Linked DNA regions of Oryctolagus cuniculus: region 1 is linked to region 2. The links are chromatin contacts, called in public Micro-C maps. All regions are on one chromosome and are shown on one strand. The core of a region is the stretch at or near the end of the contact, and the rest is flanking DNA. Distances in the headings are between cores, read along the strand shown. Region 1 holds the start of HOXD8 (homeobox D8). Region 2 holds the start of LOC108176864.

What was found. Hi-C and Micro-C count contacts between places; a contact is called where the count stands out from the background.
Region 1: a contact with region 2 is called in a Micro-C map of ear pinna, with 5 times the contacts expected there. The contact joins the promoter of HOXD8 here to the promoter of LOC108176864 in region 2. A contact is called at or near these places in 6 of 6 Hi-C or Micro-C datasets (ear pinna, embryonic fibroblasts, liver and 3 more).

The regions. Positions count from the first base shown.
Region 1 is chr3:65,099,625-65,104,163 of mOryCun1.1, forward strand. HOXD8 (homeobox D8) reads right to left here and starts at 2,433. Exons shown (of 3, transcript XM_017342946.3): 1 at 1,052-2,433; 2 at 527-669; 3 at 1-448. The coding sequence starts at 1,610. The coding sequence ends at 374. It also overlaps a transcript of HOXD11 not described here.
Region 2 is chr3:64,551,556-64,556,025 of mOryCun1.1, forward strand. It overlaps LOC108176864, which reads left to right and starts at 2,413. Exons shown (of 2, transcript XM_017342949.3): 1 at 2,413-3,205; 2 at 4,233-4,470. The coding sequence starts at 2,651. The coding sequence ends at 4,361. LOC103348788 (a long non-coding RNA gene) reads right to left here and starts at 3,451. Exons shown (of 12, transcript XR_011387242.1): 1 at 3,317-3,451; 2 at 1,108-1,190.

The DNA.
Region 1 (4,539 bases), core at 1,183-3,682, 550 kb after region 2:
TTAAAATGTTCAAGTGCACTTGATTGATTAATAAAGCATTTTATACTCAATTATTAGTGCTAATCATTAGGAAGTTTACGTTGTTGAGGAAAATCGCCAGTTCAGACATTAAAAACTATCATTACAAAAACTATGGCTACAAAGTCAGTATCAAATTACCCTTTCATAGGACAGCTCAAGGACTGCTTCTCTGTGATACTAGAAACTTTAAAAACACCCACATTCCTTTCAAAGCGCAGAAATCTCAAGAGCAGTGGCATGAAGGTAGCTTGCAACACAGGTAAGCTCTTTTCCAACGAGGACCACAGGTGGGGCCCGCCAGCAAGGCTGGCCGTTAGTTTTAACCGTCTGCGATAACACTTGGAGGTGGAAGTTAATCTGCTGGGCCTCCAGCCCCGTCTTCCTCTAGCTCTCCAGCTTCCTCTTTGGTCTCCCCGAGCTTCGCCTCCTGTCGGGAAATGGGAAATCTGTCCTTGTTGTTCTCCTTTTTCCACTTCATCCTCCTGTTCTGGAACCAGATTTTTACCTGTCTCTCCGTGAGGGCTAGGGCGTGGGAAACCTCGATTCTTCTTTTCCTGGTCAGATAAGGGTTAAAAAGGAATTCCTTTTCCAGCTCTAGGGTTTGGAACCGACTGTAGGTTTGTCTTCCTCTCCGTCTACCAGGAGCTGCTGATTAAAACAAAAACAAAAAAAAAGAGGGGGGAATAAAGGTTTTTAAAGTGTAATGGTGCCTCTGTAAGTTGCTTGGAGGTTTCTGAACAGGTCTAAGGGGTGAAACACTCAAGCTCTTTAGCGCTGATATATATAGGTGTGCAGGCAAGAGAGGCAGAGAGAAGGTCTTGACAATTATTCTGTCCCCATCAGCTTTACATGGTTTCTACTTTAAAAAAAAAATGCCTGTATTACTTTATGAATAAGAGCCACTGTGGCTACACAAGAAGGAAAAGGAGGGGGAGAGGGAGAGGAAAGGGGAGTTTTAAAGCTAGAACGTGAGATGAAAGCAGATTTCTCTCCCTCTCCCCGCTTAAAAAAAAAAAAAATGCATCCCAACCTTGTGGTCTCATCCAGGGAAACATTTGAGAAGGAGACGAGCTCTGATTTAAGTGGTCTGGGTCCTCGCCAATATTACCACTGGACGATTTACAGTCAGGATATTGTACCAGCTCGGCCTCTTGCTGGGTCGTAAAAATCGGCTGTCTCTGTAAGTTATCGTATCCGTAAAACTTCGCGGGCTCCCCGTGACAGGCAATCCCGCCGCAGGGGGGAGGCGGCGGCGGAGGCGGAGGCTGCGGGGGGGCGGCCTGGTAGGCAGCGGCCGCGCTGCCCCCGCCGGGGTGGAAGTAGTCCTGGCCGGGGCCCGGGCCCGGGCCGCCCCCGGGCCCAGCGGGCGGCGGGGACGGGTGCGGGTGCGCGTGCGCCTGCGGGGGCGCGTGCGGGAAGCCGGCCGCGCTGTTGCCATAGAGCTGCAGGGCGGCGTGGCGGCCGCCGACCTCGGGCGCGAAGTGACAGTCGTAGTAAGAGGGATTGATGGCCTCGCCCGCCGCCGCCGCCGCCGCTGCGGCCGCCGCCTTGTACTTGGAGTACAGCGGGTTCACGAAGTACGAATTCATCCGGGCGACGGCGAGGGCGGCGGCCGGGGCCGAGCGGGCAGCGAGCGCGTCTGGGCTCGGCCGCACTGCCGCGGGGGCCGCTGGGGCCGCGAGGCTACGTCGCTGCCGCCGCCGCCGCCGCTGCTGCCGCCCGCCCGCCCGCGTCGCCTCTGAGGCCCGGCAGCCGCGGGCGCTCGACTACTGGGCGTTCATGCCCAGCGCTCGCGCCCGCCGCCCCGGCCTTGCGCCGCCTCCCTCGCGGGTCGCGGGGCCTCGCCCAGCCCCCGCGCGCCACCGCCCGCCCGGCCTCTCCCGGCGCGCGCCGGCTCGGCCGCAATATAATCGCCGACGCCCCGGGTGACCTGCCCCGCTGCCTTCACTGTTTCCTCTCAGGCACCAGGCGGCCCTAGCGCACCGGGACAAGAAAAAAAAAAAAAAAAAGTGCGCCCGGCCCACGGGGACACACTCTGGCTTCGGCTTACAAACCCCCACTCTGGAGGGAAAAGCAAAAAAAAAAAAAAAAGCACAACGCGCTCTGCCCGCCGCCGCCCCTCACCTCGCCCCCCCCGCGGCCCCCTCCCAACACTCGCGCCGCCACCGCCACCGCCGCCGCCGCCGCCGCGGCGGCTGCAGCCCCGGTGCGCGCCGACGAGGCATTTTCGCACCACGCCGCTCGAGCAGAGGCGGCGAGATGGGGGCGAGATAGGCGCGCGGAGGGATCCGCGGCGGCGAGCGGCGACGCCCGACGGGACGGCTCACGCCAGCCCGAAGATGCCTCCGCCGGCCTTAAAGGGGGCCCATAAAGCTGCACTGCCAAGGGCTGGCTTTGCCCCGGGCCCGAGAGGACGCGGGCCGCAGGCGGCGGGGAGGGGGCGCGGCGGAACCTTAGACTTGGGGGAGCCAGGGAGGCCACACCCAGGAGGCTGCGGAGTCCAGGGCTCCCTCCCAGAGCCGCTGGAACGGCCTAACAGATTGGCCGTGGCTTTCGCATCTGTGGCCACGCGCGCGCAGCGCAGGGAAGAGGGACAGGCGGTGTTGATGGACCGGACCGTGCGTTTGTTCGGGCCTATCTAAGTGGTTTGATGAAAGGCCGCAAGCGTGACCCCAAATCCTGGCGTTATCAAAGCCCTGCTTTTCCAGCCGAGTGGGCCCTGTGGAAATGAGATGTACATTTTACCCTTGACGCACTGCATGCCTGGCTGAGGCTCCCAGGTTAATTGATATTTAATGGAAATCATGTCCATGAATATAGTTTCCATCATTTCACCCTTGGTGGACGTCAGTACCAGGCGCAGGGCGGGAGGCTGGAGAATGCGGGCGGGGGTGGAGGGTGGAAACATTAGCATTGCCGAAGGAGTAAACACAAGAGGGGACAGAAATGTTGCCAGGCGGGAAGGGGGACCCACGCCGGTGTGGGTGGCATTGCCTTGGGCGCGACGTGTGGCTCCCGGGGCTCCGCGGACCTGCGCAGGCTGGGGGGGCCCGAGGCCCGCCCGTGCACCCGCGGAGCCCTGGGGCCGGCGTGCGGATCACGCCGGTTCCAGGCAGCGGCGGGCGGCCCCATCTCCCGCGAACAGCCTCGCCTGGGAAACAGCTGCCGAGAGAGCGGGCGCGGGCCTCAGCCTGAAGTTACCCCTTCTTCCGAAATAAAAAGATGCGCCCTAGGGCAGAGAAGCGGCCCGGGGCTGGCGGGCCAGTCGAGCGTGACTCGGCCAGGTGCTCCCAGTTTTCGCCGCTCTCCCCAAGCTGCCTGGCCTTCCGCCGCGCACGGGCTCCCCAACACACTCTTCTCTCTCCTCCTGTTTTCATGTCCAATAAATGCAGTGAGTCTTGGTTGTGCGTGTGTGTGTGTGTTTCCTCGCCTACTCGGGCTATTTCGTGGGTTCTTGAGCGCGCGGGGTGAAGTGTGGAAGCTCTGAGCCCCTCTTCCACGGAGATCACCCAGCGACGTGAGGGTGCCAGGCTTCTGGCCTGTCCTTGGGCACGGATCTGGCAGCCACGCCCGAGCCCTACGGGGGCGCTCGGGCTTCAGCTTAGCGCGCCACGACGGCTCTCCACGCCAAACGCGGGCGTCTGGCACCGCGGCCGGTCCCCAGGACGCGGCGGGCGAGCGCCTCCACCCAGCCCTCGTGCCCTGGGGGCCGGCCCTGCCCGTGCACGCGCGGCTGAGGTCGGAGCGGGCGGACTGATTATTTTTACACGTGGAGAAAATAAGGTCGAGAAGCAAAGGCATAGCGAGGACATAACGTGTCTGAATCAGTAATCTGCACAGGGAATGGCTGGAAGTGGCGAAGGTAAAGCTAAGACATCTGAGAAGATAAAAACATGCCTCACTGAATTCCTAAGTTACTACAGAGGGTGTGCGAAAGACTGTGATGGGGGTGGTGGAGGGCAAGGTTGGTGTTCTGTTTGCTTTTTGTTTGGGTTTTCCTGCAGGTTGTCGCCAGGTAAACTGTCTTTTAAGTCCTGACGGAACGAACTGATTCTGACAGTTAAGGATTTGTACTTGGACTTTGCAAATACCCAATTAATAGATTACTATTTTCAATAAAGCCTTTGGAGCTCACTTTGTAGTTGTGACTTTTTCTTTCGCTGTTTGTCTCCCGGTGTGCGAGAGGGTTTGGGAATGAAATGGGAAACAAACGGAACTGAGCTCAGATCTCAAAGCTACAGCGCACCTTCTAGAACTGCGAGGTTCCTGGGGCTGGGGTAAGACACCCAAACACCTTAAAATTCCTATCTACACATTCAGGCCTAATTCAGAAAACATTACCACACAACAATTCCTCTTCCAGCAAAAACAGTTTCTTTAAATTATTTAAGCGTCCTGTCTACAGTATTTATCGAAAAAGAGCACGACTTACTTCGTAAATAAAGACGTACGCTTTTACACATTTCTGTTTTGATAGAATGCATTGATTTACTATAACGTTTTATAGTTTCAGATGTG
Region 2 (4,470 bases), core at 1,163-3,662:
ACTCAGTTCTCTCCTTTCTGAACAAGAGTCACAAGAACACAATACCTGCATGAACTAAAAATATCTATCTTAGGGGAGATTTACTTCATAACCTAATAAAATAGATTTCTAATGTAAAATCTATTGTAGCCTCTGGAGTATTATTTAAATTGTCCTAGACACAAAGTACTTATAAAATTGAGCTGTCACTCTGTAGAATAAAAATTAATATGCTCCCCTTGATTCTTGCATTTGGGCATAAATTCCCATATGTAAAACACTCAGAAATTTGGACAGCCAAGATCTGAGCCCTTTGCTGTGACAAGCTGTGTATCTCTTGCGGTAAAAGACAAAGCACACAGACCATCAGTAATAATCCGAAGGAAGGAGGAATGTTTACTCAGAGCCTATCATTACTTCCTTTCTTAGTTCTGCAACTCTGTTAAAGAATTCACTTGAAAAAGAGAGGGAAGAAAAACTGCCTGAAATTTTCAAATGGAAAACACCATTAAAAGAGAAAAACGGCTTCCCAAATAGTCTCAACACATAATTTTTTAAAGGGATGGGTGCAAGCCCTCATCAGCTCCTCTCAGAACCAGACCATCACAGGCACACAGCAGACGGCTGGACCAGGAGCAAATGACTTACAAAGAACAAAATCGCTCCCTGGAAGCGGAAATCAAAGAGCCCCCAGGAGCTGCCCTGTGTAGCTCCAAATGGGACAGCACGTATGTGTGCGGTGGGGGAGATCCAGAGAGAGGCACGCGCTTCCCAGGGGTCGTTTGAAACAAGGACAGATTACCCAATACGAACGTGATATACTGGAACATGAGACACACACACACACACACATACACATGCACACACATGCACACACACGTGCACATGCGTTCTTGCGGAAAATACTGCCAAAGTCCTTTCAAAGTCAAAGTTTCAACAAACACGTGCTATAGACAGAGCCACAGTAATTTCACAGTCACTCCATCTACGAGTCCATTCCTCATTGTTTTGTTTTGTTTTGTTTTGTTTTGTTTTTCCCCATCACTTTGGCACACTACTTAGGGAATAACAGAAAAAGAACTAGGAAGCTGGAGACTGAAAATTTAGTTATAAAACGAAGCCACCCACCTTGCTTTCAGGGTCAGGACATACAATGATCTCCTTTTGCAGCAAGCATGGACTTAACACCAGTGTGTTAAGTGATCCTGAATCTAGTTAAAAGAAAAAGAAAAGAAATTGTAAAGAATTAAAAGCTGCAAAATCTCAGTTCTTCTCATAGCATGTCTTACCAAAAATTATAATAGTAAAAAAAAAAAGTTAAAATAAAAGCAGCATGCTGTGGCTCTCTGGTTCAGGCAGAAAGCAGAGAACTCAAGTCCTCATTCCCCTGTTTTGCAAAACAAAGTAAAACCAAAAAGCAAGGGCAAAAGGTGTTGTCTGGCAGGAGGAAAAGGACCTGAACACACCTGGAGCCCTTCTGGGTCCCTCCCAACGCCTTCAGCACTGGCTCTGGAAGCCGCCCGGCTCAACACCAATGTCACCATCGCCTGCTTAAATGCCACAAAAGTGCACTTAGAAAGGAGAGGAAAGTGACTGACACGGAGACGCTGAACCAGCCCCACCGCCACTAGAGCAGCCTTAAATGCCCACACAAGGAGAATAAAAAGAAAAGCACACTTTGCAATAGAATAAATTCTTTTTTTTTTATTGAGACGGCGGAAAGTCACATGACCCTGCATGTAGCCTTTTAGGAAAGCAACCGAAATGGCAAAGACGCGAGTGGGGGCTGCCGCCCGCCTTCTGCCGCCTCGCCTCGCAGCCCATCCAGCCGCGGGCCGCATTCTTCTGGGCGCATCTGTGGAGCTATTAAGTGGGATAATCCCTCTGGCCTTTGATACATTTCTGGACATGATTATTTCATTACTCGCAGTATATCAGTAGGATCATAATAAAAAGGACTTCTGACAACCTGCCAAGAGTTTTGTGGCCTTGTAAACACAAAAGTGCTCTAATAAAATTTTATTAAGTGTTAAAAAGTCATAAAAAGTGAAATAACATAAACTACAAAATTTACTGTCCTCAGCAAATGCTGAAAATATCGTCCACAGTAAAATTAAATTAGCATGTAATAGACAGAGAAGCAGTGTGGAGTGGATTTAAAAGAGGATCCAGGGGGAAAAAAATGACACTGTAACCCAATCAGGGTCACGGGGATTTAATTCGGATTTTTCCCCCTAAATGTGAATGAATGTGCTGAGTCCAGACAAGAGCTCCGGGGTTACTGGAGTCTCACACATTGTCAATACTTCGGAAGAAATAATATATTGCAGATTGTAATGAGCGCGGGGAGAGCCGGCGCGCGTCGCGGGGCGCGGCGAGCGGAAGGGCGTCCGCTAGGGCGCGCTGCGAGACCGGGAATCCCCGCACGGGCGCCCACGCCGCTCGCCCCGCGCCCGCAGCCGCGCGGGCCTCGCCCTGGCCGCCCCCCACCCCAAGTCCTAGTTACAGTTAGGGTTGGTGTGCGAGCGCGCGCGCCGCGTGTGTTTTCCTCTGCAGTGACATTTTCTCCAAATCAAAAGAAAATGAAGTGTAAGTTGAGCCTTGCTGCAGGCGGCCCTAGATCTCGGCTTTCAGATTGGGGGTTCGGGAGTGGGAAGCTCTGGGCTGGGCGATGCTACACCCCGGGGGTCAGGGTGGGGCGCGCAGGCGAGCGCCCCGGGACTGGCCAGCCCCGCCCCAGGGAAGTCGAGGAACGAGCGCGGCCGACGCCCGGCTGGTTCAAGTGCGTTTGGGGTGGACGCGGCAGCTCCCGGAGCGAGTTCTCCGCTGCCCAGCCCCCACCCCCGGGTCCGGAGTTCAGCGTGCACCGCTGCCCTGGGCGCCCCTCTCCGCGGGTCCCTCAGCCCCGCTGGGCCGCCCGCCTGAGGCTCGAACCCTCGCGCCTCGCTCTGGGTGGTTGCTGAGGGGCGCGCGGGCGGGCACCTGGTTCCCGCCGTGCCCTGGCGCGGCCCACGCCCACGCTGGGGGGGAGGTCACCCCCGAGCCCATCGTGGAAGCTTCACCCGGGGAAGAAGCCCCAGTCCGCTCCGCGCTGTTCCGAGTGGCCGCTGGACCCGGCAGGAAGCGGCTGGAACGCCCGCGCGCGCCCTTGCCGCCGGCCTTGGCTTTGCTGACGAGAGCGGCTCCCGCGCCCGTCTCGCCTCCCCTCCCCCACGGGCCCGCGCAGGTTGGTAACGAGGGGTGCGAGCTCGGAAAAGTATTTCCTCGAGGGAGAAAGGCGTTGCTCACGGTGCCCGGGGCTGGGGAGAGGGGCGCATTTTTTTGGGCCAGAGCTCACCCGCGTGCCAGGTCGTGTGTGCAGGTCCCCAAGCGGCCAACGCTGCGTCTGGAGCGTCGCTAGCAGTGGGCGAGGTAGAAGTTGGGGAAGTCGGAAATTTGCCGGCAGGGACGCGTCTTGCAGCGTGCTTTTCTTCAGGGCTGGCCAGGCTTCTAAACTACTTTGAAGAAGTAGCTATTTTTTTTTTTTTTTTTTGCCAGAAAGTAAATATTTTTAAAATAAGTCCGTCAGGAAATCCTAGAGGCGCCACGTGTAGGTGGCAGCCTGAGGCTGTCGGGGTGCCCGTGGCGGCTGCGCGCCTGTGCACCGGCTCCCAGCCACCAAGGGGGTACGGTGAGGGTGCCGAGGCGCTGTCCCAGGGCAGACGGAGCCTCTGGGGGGCTCTGGATAAGCAGGGTCCACTGGATGTTTCCAGCCTGAAATGATCAATTTACTGTTGAAATTGCTTGCCGGTGTTTTGGAACTTTTTTTGTGGTCAAAAGTTGGGGGGGGGGAGTTTAACAGTTTTATTATTATTATTTAAATCTCCTTATTGTCATTTGTAAAGTTCTGGGTTGAATTTGAAATAGCCTGGAGCAGGGAGGTTTTCAAAAAGCCAACAGATACAATTGAATGTGCTTTGACGTTCGCCGTCCTAGACGGAAAGCCGATCAAGACGAATTAAAAGGGATGGAGATACAGAATAAGATGCCACTTTGCCGCCTCGAACCTGCCTCCCGGGATCGGGCAGCAGGCGCTGCCGCCTGCCCCTCAGCCTCTGAACGCCCAGAGCAGTCATGAGGGTCAGCGTTGCCTTTGAACGTGTGTTTATGGGAGGACAGAAGCCAATGTTTCCCTGCCTGGGCTTTTCTCAATGGTTCGGTTTTGCATTAAAGAATTTATGATAAACATTTCTGCATTGATTTATGGATTTCAGGAGGAGACTTGGTGCTTGTATGATGTTGCTCGGAGCTCACATTTCGGGCTGAAGTTCATAAGTCCTTCAAAAAGTATTTTCGCAAGTATGGAAACATCGCAACTATTAGTTTTGACTCTCTCCAGCTAGATCCGTGAGTGTGGTTGTTTTCCCTAATTTTTAAATAAGATTAATGTAACCCCTTCAAGGATTGGAATGGAGAGAAGAGGATTTCCAAGTCTATCTAAAATTGTACAAT